Linked DNA regions of Mus musculus: region 1 is linked to region 2. Evidence: chromatin contacts called from public promoter capture Hi-C data. All regions are on one chromosome and are shown on one strand. The core of a region is the stretch at or near the end of the contact, and the rest is flanking DNA. Distances in the headings are between cores, read along the strand shown. Region 1 overlaps Trak2 (trafficking protein, kinesin binding 2). Region 2 overlaps Casp8 (caspase 8).

What was found. Capture Hi-C pulls out chosen DNA fragments and counts their contacts.
Region 1: a promoter capture Hi-C map of liver shows a contact between it and region 2. The contact joins two enhancer-like sites. A contact is called at or near these places in 3 of 9 other capture datasets (adipose tissue, liver and pancreatic islet).

The regions. Positions count from the first base shown.
Region 1 is chr1:58,942,518-58,947,668 of GRCm38.p6, reverse strand. Trak2 (trafficking protein, kinesin binding 2) reads left to right here. Exons shown (of 16, transcript NM_172406.3): 2 at 1,134-1,422. The coding sequence starts at 1,332. Among named protein-coding and RNA genes, the nearest start is that of Trak2, 28 kb to the left of the region's middle. Within about 2 kb of position 1,473, at least 24 of the 459 cell types and tissues checked have an H3K27ac peak or open chromatin away from gene starts, as enhancers often do. A contact at or near this core is called in liver, where this site is marked.
Region 2 is chr1:58,827,659-58,832,760 of GRCm38.p6, reverse strand. It overlaps Casp8 (caspase 8), which reads right to left. Exons shown (of 9, transcript NM_009812.2): 4 at 3,750-3,888; 5 at 3,612-3,665; 6 at 1,094-1,155. Among named protein-coding and RNA genes, the nearest start is that of Casp8, 35 kb to the right of the region's middle. Within about 2 kb of position 3,775, at least 1 of the 459 cell types and tissues checked has an H3K27ac peak or open chromatin away from gene starts, as enhancers often do. A contact at or near this core is called in liver, where this site is marked.

The DNA.
Region 1 (5,151 bases), core at 224-2,723, 120 kb before region 2:
GCTTCTGAAAACAAAATACTTAAGTCAGTACTGTGTGGGTATTCTTGTCCCTATGTCGGGCATGCTTTGTGAATATCTACAGTGTATAAATTCTGTTGGTAGAATTGTTGAGTTGCAGTTCCTGTGCATCGAAAGCTTGGTAGACATTGGGAAAGCCTTTCTAAAACCTTATAGCAATTTATACTGTTATCGGTAGAGCTTTGAATCAGCCTTTTCTCTAGGCCCTGTCTATCCAATAGTGAGTAAAGCTTAGCTAAGTTTCATGGTCCAGCAGATAAATATTTTGAGTGATGTTGAATTTCTTTTTTATCAGTGGATCTCCACCAGGAGTAGTTTTGCCTCCAGGGACATCTGGCAGTGTCTGGAGACATTTTACCTGTTGCATCTAGGAGAAGGCCTAGAAAGGAGATTCTGCTAGCATCTAGTCAGGACAGGGCAAGTGTTGTTAAGGTTCATTCAGTGTGGGCCACACAAATGACACAAATGCCAGCAGTGGCCAGAGCTGAACAACTTACTCCATTTCGTCTCTTTTATTGGTTATTATCTACAGTTCTTAAGTTATTACATTATTTGTTTTTGGATTGTCGTGTACATGGTTCCTCCGTCGCAGTTTGCCTTCAAGTAGCGTTTCACTGTTCTACATACAGCATAAAGGCCTGGCATGCATGTGCCTCCATGTGCCTCCAGGCCTGTGCGCTGCAGCACTGCATTGCAGTTCTCCATGATAGGGCACTGCAGTAAAGAGTGCTGACATCATGCTTCAGCTGTGGAATTGGATTACACTTGGCATCATTCATGCACGTTTGAAGCCATCACTCGGGCTACATGTGTCGTTCCCAAACTCTTCTCCTGTGCCCAAGTCCTTCCCTCACCCAGCCAGTTATCTGCTCTTTGACATTGTAGATATATTGGTGGTGGCGGAGTTTTTTCCTAGAAGTCTTACAAAAATGCAATCATAAACCATGAGCTGACTTTTTTTCTTTTCTTTCTTTTTTTGACCCACCCTAATTGCATTGAGGTTTACTCATGTTGTTGTGTATGTCTTAGAAAAACATTTTTAATGGCAGGTGATTAGAGTCCTGTTATTAAAGAGCATGCTGAATTCTGACCACCCTCTCTGTTCTTTGTTTTAGGCCATGACTGTCCAGGATTGGTAACCACATGAGAGCACTTACAGCTGCAGATGTCACCTGACTCATCGCAGAAAATCTGTTCTAAAGAAAATATCCATATGACCACGCCCATTTCTTTACTAAATGGCTTAATGGATTTCCTTTCCTGCGATTCATACGAAAGCTGCCCCTTTCAACCAAAGCAGGAAAGGATTCTGCATGAGTCAATCCCAGAATGCCATTTTCAAATCACGAACAGGTGAAGCAAACCTCATGAGTAGCAATCATAGAGACTCGGAGAGCATCACTGGTGAGTTCACTTTGATAATGTTGAAGTGTTATTTCCTACCGGACAAAGTGCAAATTCCTCAGTCTGATCTGCATGACCTGCTGTGATGAAACCCCAGCCTCCCTATGCAGCCTGGTGACCCTGAGACAGAGTGACTTAAGTCAGTTCATCCTTGTCTCCTCTCACATTAGCAAAGTCTGCCTTCTGTGCAGTTCTTTGTGCCTGCCTCCCATATATCCACTGAACCCCTGTGAGCAGGACTTGTAAGCTAGCTCACTGACTTGTGGATTTGGAAGACAAAGTTGTAGGCCCTTGATGTTATATCTGCAAGAATAAATAATTTTAAAAATAAATAAATAAAAGAACATAAGAGAGCTTGCTGTGCTGCCATAAGGACCAGACTTCATTTTCCAAAGGAGCAGAGGGGTTCAGCCTTCTTGGAAAAGACTGACACTCAGCCAGCTCACTCTAGTTACTTTATTCAAACATTATACAAGGTTACTTGAGGCTGGGAAAGGTTCCAGCTACCAAAGTTATCTTGCCCTTGCTGTCCCTGAGAGCAGACAGCGCACACAGATCTCAGTCATTGGCTAGCCATAAACAAAGTAAGAACCACAGGTTTGCCAGGAGTACCCTAGGACCAAGGTTGGTTCTAGCTGCACACTCTCACGTAGCACCTAGTACAGATTCTCTAGAGAGACAACATTTCTTCAAGGTTCAAACAATCTCAAAACAATTTCTCAGCCTCTACTGATTAACCCAAACATATCTACTGATTGACCCAAACATAGCTCTCTCTCTCTCTCTCTTTCTCTCTCTCTCTCTCTCTCTCTCTCTCTCTCTCTCTCTCTCTCTCTCCTTTCTTTGGTTTTTCCAGATAGTACTTCTCTTTGTACCCCTTGAACTCACAGAGACCTGCCTGTCTCAGCTTCCTAATTGCTGGGATTAAAGCATGTGTCGGCTAGGCAGTGGTGGTGCACGCCTTTGATCCCTGTGCTTGGGAGGCAGAGGCAGGCGGATTTCTGAGTGCAAGGCCAGCCTGGTCTACAGAGTGAGTTCCAGGACAGCCAGGACTACACAGAGAAATCCTGTCTTGAAAAAAACAAACAACAAAAAAAGCATGTGTCACCATGCCCACAAGATTTTTTAATTTGTGCTTTTAAAATTATTATTTTTTAACCTTCTTTGCTATTGTAACAGAAAAGCAGTCATAGATTAACCATGAAAGAATGAATATGATCGTGTTCTGATCAAACTTGTCTTTAAGACCAGCAAAGGCTGTAGGTTCTGCCCTGCTGGCTGCTGCCCCACACCATGATCACTTGGTAAGGTCAGTCCATTGCTTTGAACCATTTCTGTAATCTGCACTGTAGCTTCTTTGGGGACTTTAGTTTCCTTGATGACTAATAACACTGAGTGTGCTTTCATATGCAGTTATTGGCCATTTAAAAATTCATGCAGTCTATGCAAAAATCATATGAATTATGTGAAATCCTGTTGAATTATGTGATCTTGATATATTCTATATAAGGGATTTTCCTTAGTTTAATTTTGTGTTGAGAAATCATCTGGCGATAAGAATCTTATTCCAGGACTGTGTCTCATCTGCTTTACATGGTGTAGTGGCTATTCCTGGTTGTCAACTTGACAATATTTGGAATGAACTACAATCCGGAATTGGAAGGCTCACCAGTGACCCTTATCTGGAGGCTTGGAGATCCTTATCTGGATCTTGGTTTGGAGATCTTGAGCCATAGTGGCTATGGATTCCAGAAGATTGAATCTCCAAGTTTAAGGAACACACCTTTAATCTGGGCTACACCTTTTCATCTGGGATTAAGGGTGTGGTGGAACACACCTTTAATCTGGGCTACACCTTCTGCTGGAGACAATATAAGGACATTGGAAGAAGGGAGTCTAGCTCTAGCTCTTGCTCCTTCGCCTGCTTGCTGTGTGAGACTGAGTAACTGCTAGATCCTTGGACTTCCATTCACAGCTGTGACTGAACCATTGTTGGGAATTGGGCTGCCAACTGTAAGTCATCAATAAATTCCTTTACTATCTAGAGACTATCCATAAGTTCTGTGACTCTAGAGAACCCTGACTAATACCGAAGTTGGTACCAGAAGTGGTTCTAGAATAACAGAAGTACAGGATGAATCTTTTAAAATACTGGAATTGGCTTGTTGATCCACCAGCACTTTCAACTATTGGAACCTCTCCAGATTCTCTCCCTCCTGGGAGCTCAAGAGAATTTTGAAGACCCATGGTTGAAACTATATTTCGAACTTAAAGAAGCTAATGCCCTTGATTTTCTTAATGAATTACGTGATTCAGTGCACAAAGCTTTCTACAAGATGGGGAAAAAATCGGAAAATGATTTTACTGGCTGGCTGCTCTTAGTATCTGTGGAAAAAATGATGAATGAAAGGAAGAAGTTGTGTGATAAAATCGAAAGGCTCCAGACACAAGTAAACGATCTAAAAGTTGCTAAGTGTGTCCTTGAAGAGAATCTTCTCTCTTGTAGCAATAGAGCTCAAGTTGCAGAAAATCAAACGGAAACTCTCATTGTAAGGTTGGCTGAACTACAGCGAAAATTCAAGTCTCAGCCTCAGAGTGTGTCGACAGTTAAAGTAAGGGCTCTAATTGGCAAAGAATGGGATCCTATAACATGGGACGGGGATGTGTGGGAAGACCATGTTGAAGCTGAGAATTTTGAATCTTCAGATTCTCAAGGGTTTGCCCCACCTGAGGAAGTAGTACTCTCAGCCCCACCCCTTGAAATAATGCCTTCCCCACATGAGGAAATTAATTTTGCAGAGTCTGATAAACCAGCAATGACTTTCACTACTGATGTTTCTCAAGGCCCACCAATAGTTTCTTCTAGACCTGTAACCAGACTCAAAGCAAAACAGGCTCCTAGAGGGGAGGTAGAAAGTGTAGTCCATGAGGAAATTCGCTACACTACTAAGGAGCTTAATGAGTTTGCTAATTCATTCAAGCAGAAACCTGGTGAATATGTGTGGGAATGGATTTTAAGGGTGTGGGATAAGGGTGGAAGGAACATAAAAGTAGAGCAGGCTGAGTTTATTGACATGGGTCCTCTGAGTAGAGATTCTAGGTTTAATACGGAAGCTCGCATAGTTAAAAAAGGTGTCAAAAGTTTGTTTGAATGATTGGCTGAGGTGTTTATCAAAAGATGGCCTACTGGAAATGACTTGGAGATGCCTGATATTCTGTGGCTTAGTGTTGATGAAGGGATTTTAAGACTTAGGGAAATTGCAATGCTAGAGTGGATATATTGTGTAAAGCATAATTGTCCACAATGGGAAGGTCCAGAAGATAATGCCTTTCACCAGCTCTATAAGACGAAAATTGGTGAGAGGGGCACCAGCACATTTGAAGGGTTTTGTTCTTTCCCTTTTCCTTGTGCCAGATCTTAGCATTGGAGATGCTTCTGCTCAATTAGATGAATTAAATTCACTGGGTTTAGTTGGATTCCGAGGTAACAAGGGCCAGGTGGCAGCATTGAATCGCCGGAGACAAGGTGATTCTAGTTATTATAATGGACAGCGTAGACAAAAGAATGTTTATAACATACCCAGTAATGGTCAGCACAGGAGAGGTGAAATTTATAATGGCATGACTCGGTTGGACCTTTGGTACTGGCTAACCAATCATGGTGTTTCCAGGAATGAAATACATAGGAAGCCTACTGCATATTTGTTTGATCTGTATAAGCAGAAAAAT
Region 2 (5,102 bases), core at 2,526-5,025:
CATATATTTTGTAACACATTTGAGTGTCCCTTCATACTGTAAAAGTCCTTTGCCTTTCAATATGTTTTCTATGACATGTAGTACTTTATTAAGCACAAAGAATATTCAGTATTTGTTATTATCCTACGTTTCCAACTTGTATTAATGTATTCAGATGCTGTAATGCTAACAGCTACTAAGTTAGTGACATGGCATCCTCTGTTTGGAGAGGGTGACCCTGTAGAAAACCACTATGCTTCAGAGCAGCCCATGGAGTCCATGATCTTTGACTTCCTGACCAACACAGGCCTGAGGATCTGCTCAGGAGCCCTCCCTAGTACAGACCCTATTCATAGTGCTGAGGATTTCCTGAGCCTCCTGCCACATGGAGCCTCATGGCTGAGCCATATTTGGTGAGCTACTGAAGGTTATAAACGGAAGCTATGTCCAGGAAGGAAATCTCTCTATGTGCTTCGTGGAGACAACACCTAAGACATGCTGAGATCCTATTTGTTGCCTAACACAAAGGAGAAAACTCTGTGTGGTGTCTGGCTAAAAGAGAAAACCTGCCAGAGAAAGTCCTGAAGCTTCCACTCCATCCCCCATGTGCTATTTTTAGCTAACACCGCTGCTCTAGAGGGGGGAAGCCACACACAGTCTCTCCCCTTCAATAACCCCTTACCTCTGCCCTTGACCTTATAATACAATTATGGCCCAGTGTGACCGTAATTATTATAGGCCTATGCCTATAATCCTAGCACTTGGGAAGTAAAGGCAGGGGAATCAGGAGTTCAGGGTTAGCCTCAGCTACATAATGAGTTCAAAGCCAATCTGAGCTATAGGAGACACTGTCTCAAACGACAAACAAAACAGTGATAATGTAACACAAAGAAAACTGGAGAGGCTATCTTAACTGGTTCTTTTGTAGGTTTGTTTGGTTTTTTTGTTTTGTTTTGTTTTGTTTGTTTTGTTTTGTTTTGTTTGTTTTTTCTGTTTTTCTCTCCAGAGTTTCCAAAAGGCTCTACCCCTTATTGGCTTATCTGGCAGCTGAAAAGGAACCAACCAAAGGAAACAGGAACACCAATGCAAAGAGAGAGGTAGGAGACACACCTACCCGTGACTCACTGTCTTGTTCTCTTGGCGAGTCACACAGTTCCGCCATTTTGAGGCTCATCTCTGCAAGCAACCAAAAAAACGTCACACTTAGGACAACCTAAGGACCTTAAAACATTTTCAGGATGCAAGTGCATGCACGCGTATGTACGTGAATGTGTGCGTTCTTGCACGTGTGTGCATGCGTGTGTGTGTGTGTGTGTGTGTGTGTGTGTGTGTGTGTGTGTGTTGATGTAGGGAGCTCTCATGCTATGGCATGTGTGTGTGGAGAGTGTGTGTGTGTGTGTGTTGATGTAGGGAGCTCTCATGCTATGGCATGTGTGTGTGGAGATCACAGAGGACTCTGCAGATTGGCTCCCTTCCTCCCTCCTACATGTGTTCCAGAGATCAAACTCAGATCACCTGCCCTGTATGGCAGACAGTTTTACCTACTAAGGCATTTCACTGGCCTCTTAGGTATTTTTTAAAAATAAACATTGAAACTGCCTTGAACATATTTCAGATATATCAATCTTGTAGGAAGGGTACTTAGCACCCCTTGAAAACCAAGAGCACATTGCCTCATTTGCTAGGCGGTTACTGATTAAAAGCGTGAGCCCAGGATGAGTCACTGAGTCAAACATCCTGAAGGTAGTTGGAAAGAGCTAGGCTTAGGTGTGCGTGGATGGAAGAAAGAACTGGCTCTCTTACTCAGGCACAGTCTTTAAAGGAGGATTATCCTCACGGCTAAAGAGATGGCTCAGCTGTTGAGACCTTAACATTTTTGCAGAGGACCAGAGATTCCCAACACCCACATGGTGGCTCACAACCATCTGTAACTCCAGTTCCAGGGGATCTGATGCTATCTTCTGACGTATTCAGGCTCCTACACAAATGCAGCATGCATAAACTTACTCAGCCACACACATTTACACATAAATTTAAAATAAAGAGTGATCCAAAATATATTACACAGCAAAAACAATAGTGAGAGCAGAAGAGATATTATCAATATTAGTATTTACAGAGTAGTGATGGTGTTTTAATTTTCTCTGAATTTAAAAACTGCCCCCAAAAGAGCACAGAAAATTTTTATAATCAGAATATTAGATTAATCAAAAATTTGGAGGGGACTAGAGAGATGCTCAGTAGTTAAGAGCTCTGGCTGCTCTTGCAGAGTGTGCAGATTAGGTTCCCAGCATCAATATGGTGGCTCACAACCATCTGTAAGTAACTTCAGTTTCAGGAGGTCTGATGCCCTCTTCCAGACTTCATGGGTACCTACACTCATGTACTCATGTTTTCACACATACACATAGTTGAAAAATAAATAAAAATTTTTTAAAAAATGAAAGAGCCAGGTGTTGTAGCACACACCTTTAACCCCAGCACTTGGAAGGCAGAGAGAGGCAGATGGATCTCTATGAGTTGGAGGCCAGCCTGTTCTACATAGCAAATTCCAGGCTAGCTAGCTACATAGGGAGAATAGGTTTGAATAGGTATGGCCCTCATAGACTCGTGTGTTTGAATGTGTGGCCCCTGGAGAGTGGCACTATTAGGAGATGTGGCCTTGTTAAAGGAAGTATGTCACTGTGGAGGTGGGGTTTGAGATCTCTCATATGCCCAAGCCATGCCCAGTGGCACAGTCTCCTTGCTGCCTTAGGATCAAGATGTAGAACTCTCAGCTCTATCTCCAGTGCCACATCTGCCTGCCCTGCCGTTTTATTACCATGGCAATAATGGACTGAACCTCTGAAACTGTAAGCCAGCCTCAGTTAAATGTTTTCCTTTATAAGAGTTGCCTAGGTCATGGTGTCTCTTCATAGTAATAGAACCCTAACTGAGACACCCTACGTTGAAGGAATCCTTCTGTTTGTTCTATCCAGTTTCCTAGGTAAGGAAACAGAGGACTGGACAAATTCCATTCTGGGATGAGCTAGGCAACTTGGCTTGAGTATCCCAGGATGGAGCAGGCACACAATGGAGGAACTCAGGTGTGTGTGGACCTGGGTGCCTGGGCTTAACAGGAGACACTTGGCTGAGGGGCCTCTCACAGAGCAGAAAAACTTGAAGAAACTTGGTTAACAACATTCTGGAAAAAGTCAGGTGTTGATCCTAACACTTGAGACAGAGGCAGATAGATTTCTATGATTTCAAGGCCAGCCTGGTCTACATTGAGAGTTCCAAGACAACCAGGATGAGGTAGAAAGACCCTGTCTCAACAAAACAAAACAAAACAAAACAAAACAAAACAAAACAAAACAAAACAAAACAAAACAAAACAAAAGGATGTCCAGGAAAAGATTTGTGTCTAGCTCCCCACAACTCTCTTCAAAAGCAAAGGCCAGAGCAGAGTTAAGAGCCTCTTACAGAGTAACTGTGAGAATGTTTCCATGGGGCTTTCAGAGAGCTGCAGAGGTGACAAGAGGCCACTGAACTTTCATCTTAATCAGGATGAGGCAGAAGATGGTGGGTAGAAGGCAAGAGGAAGTCGGAAATCAAGCACCTCAGAATCTAAGGAATGTATCTGTGCGAATTACCATCCAAAACTGAAGGTGGCAACTCTTCCCTTCCTTCAAGGCTCATTCTTCTCTCTGAATTGAAAAAGAAAAATTTGATCAGAAAGAGCTGTTTCTCTGAGGGCTTTCCCAACTCGCAGCTGTTGACTAGCTGGCTACCTGTGCTTGATCTTTCATAATCCTCGATCTTCCCCAGCAGGCTCTTGTTGACCTGGTCACAGATTGATTTTAGGGTTTCCAAGTTATTTTCTGCCAGCATGGTCCTCTTCTCCATTTCTACAAAAATTTCAAGCAGGCTCTGGGGAGGAGAGTGAAGCACAAAAGGCTTGAGAGCACAGGCTTGGAGATTTGGGGCTTCGTTTAGTCTCTACTTCTTCCAAACTCAGGGCCCAGTCTTATTTCCCACATAGATCCCCCTCCCACCTCCAAGCACAGGCCGATCTCTCACAGGTGACAGTACTCAGGAAGGCCTGAAAGTATTTTAAAAGATGGAAAGATGAATAAGCCATGTCAGGTGTCACCCAGTCCCCAGGTCTTGTTCTCAACCAGTATGAGAATGCCTTCAGCTATGGACCAGCCTGAGGAATGTGGATGGGCCAATCCTAGAGACTGAATTATTCCCCAGTATTGCCCCTGGTACCTTAGCTTTCTCTAAACCTCAGTTAATACACACAGAGTCATATGCACCGAACACACAGAAAGATGCCACACACTTGTGTTCACGGGTACCCTAAGCAAACGCACAGAGATACATCTGGACAAAGCATACATCAAATTTAGGCCATCTACCACAGAGCACACAGAGACACACTGATTTACAGAGTGAGAGAACCCCCAACCCCCGCCAACACACAGGTATCACACACATATATACTCAGACCAACAGAGAAGCCACACAGAGGTATACCCAGGCACCTACACCACACATAAACACCCACAATATACACAACATGTAGACACAGACACATCATACAACCTACTCATAAAGACACATAATACACACCGGGATGGAGTGAGAGGGGGCGAACACGCCGTGTTTCAAGGGCAGCAGAAGTAGGGAAATGTGACCCTGGGCCACCTTTTCTCCTTGGCCCTGCTGGGTCCCATGTATTGTTGAACTGCACAACTTGCTCTCTCCGGCTTCTGGCTCGGCCCTGTGGCCGAGTAACACTTCACTGTGCAGAGGCACTAGAGCCATACCTACCTGTTCCTATCTAACTACTTTCTTCTAGTGAGAAGACAGGGGCTGCTCAGTGGACAGAGTGCTTGCTTACGGTGCAGAAAGTGCTGAGTTCCACATCCTGGAACCACATTAACAGGAGATAAAGGCAGGAAGATCAGAAGTTTAGGGTCAACTTTGGCTACAGTGATGGTTTGTACATGGTTGGCCCAGGGAGTGGCACTGTTGGGAGGTGTGGCACTGTTGGGAGGTGTGGCCTTGTTGGAGTAGGTGTGGCCTTGTAAGTGTGGGCTTTAATACCCTTGTTCTTGCTGCCTGGGAGCCAGTATTCT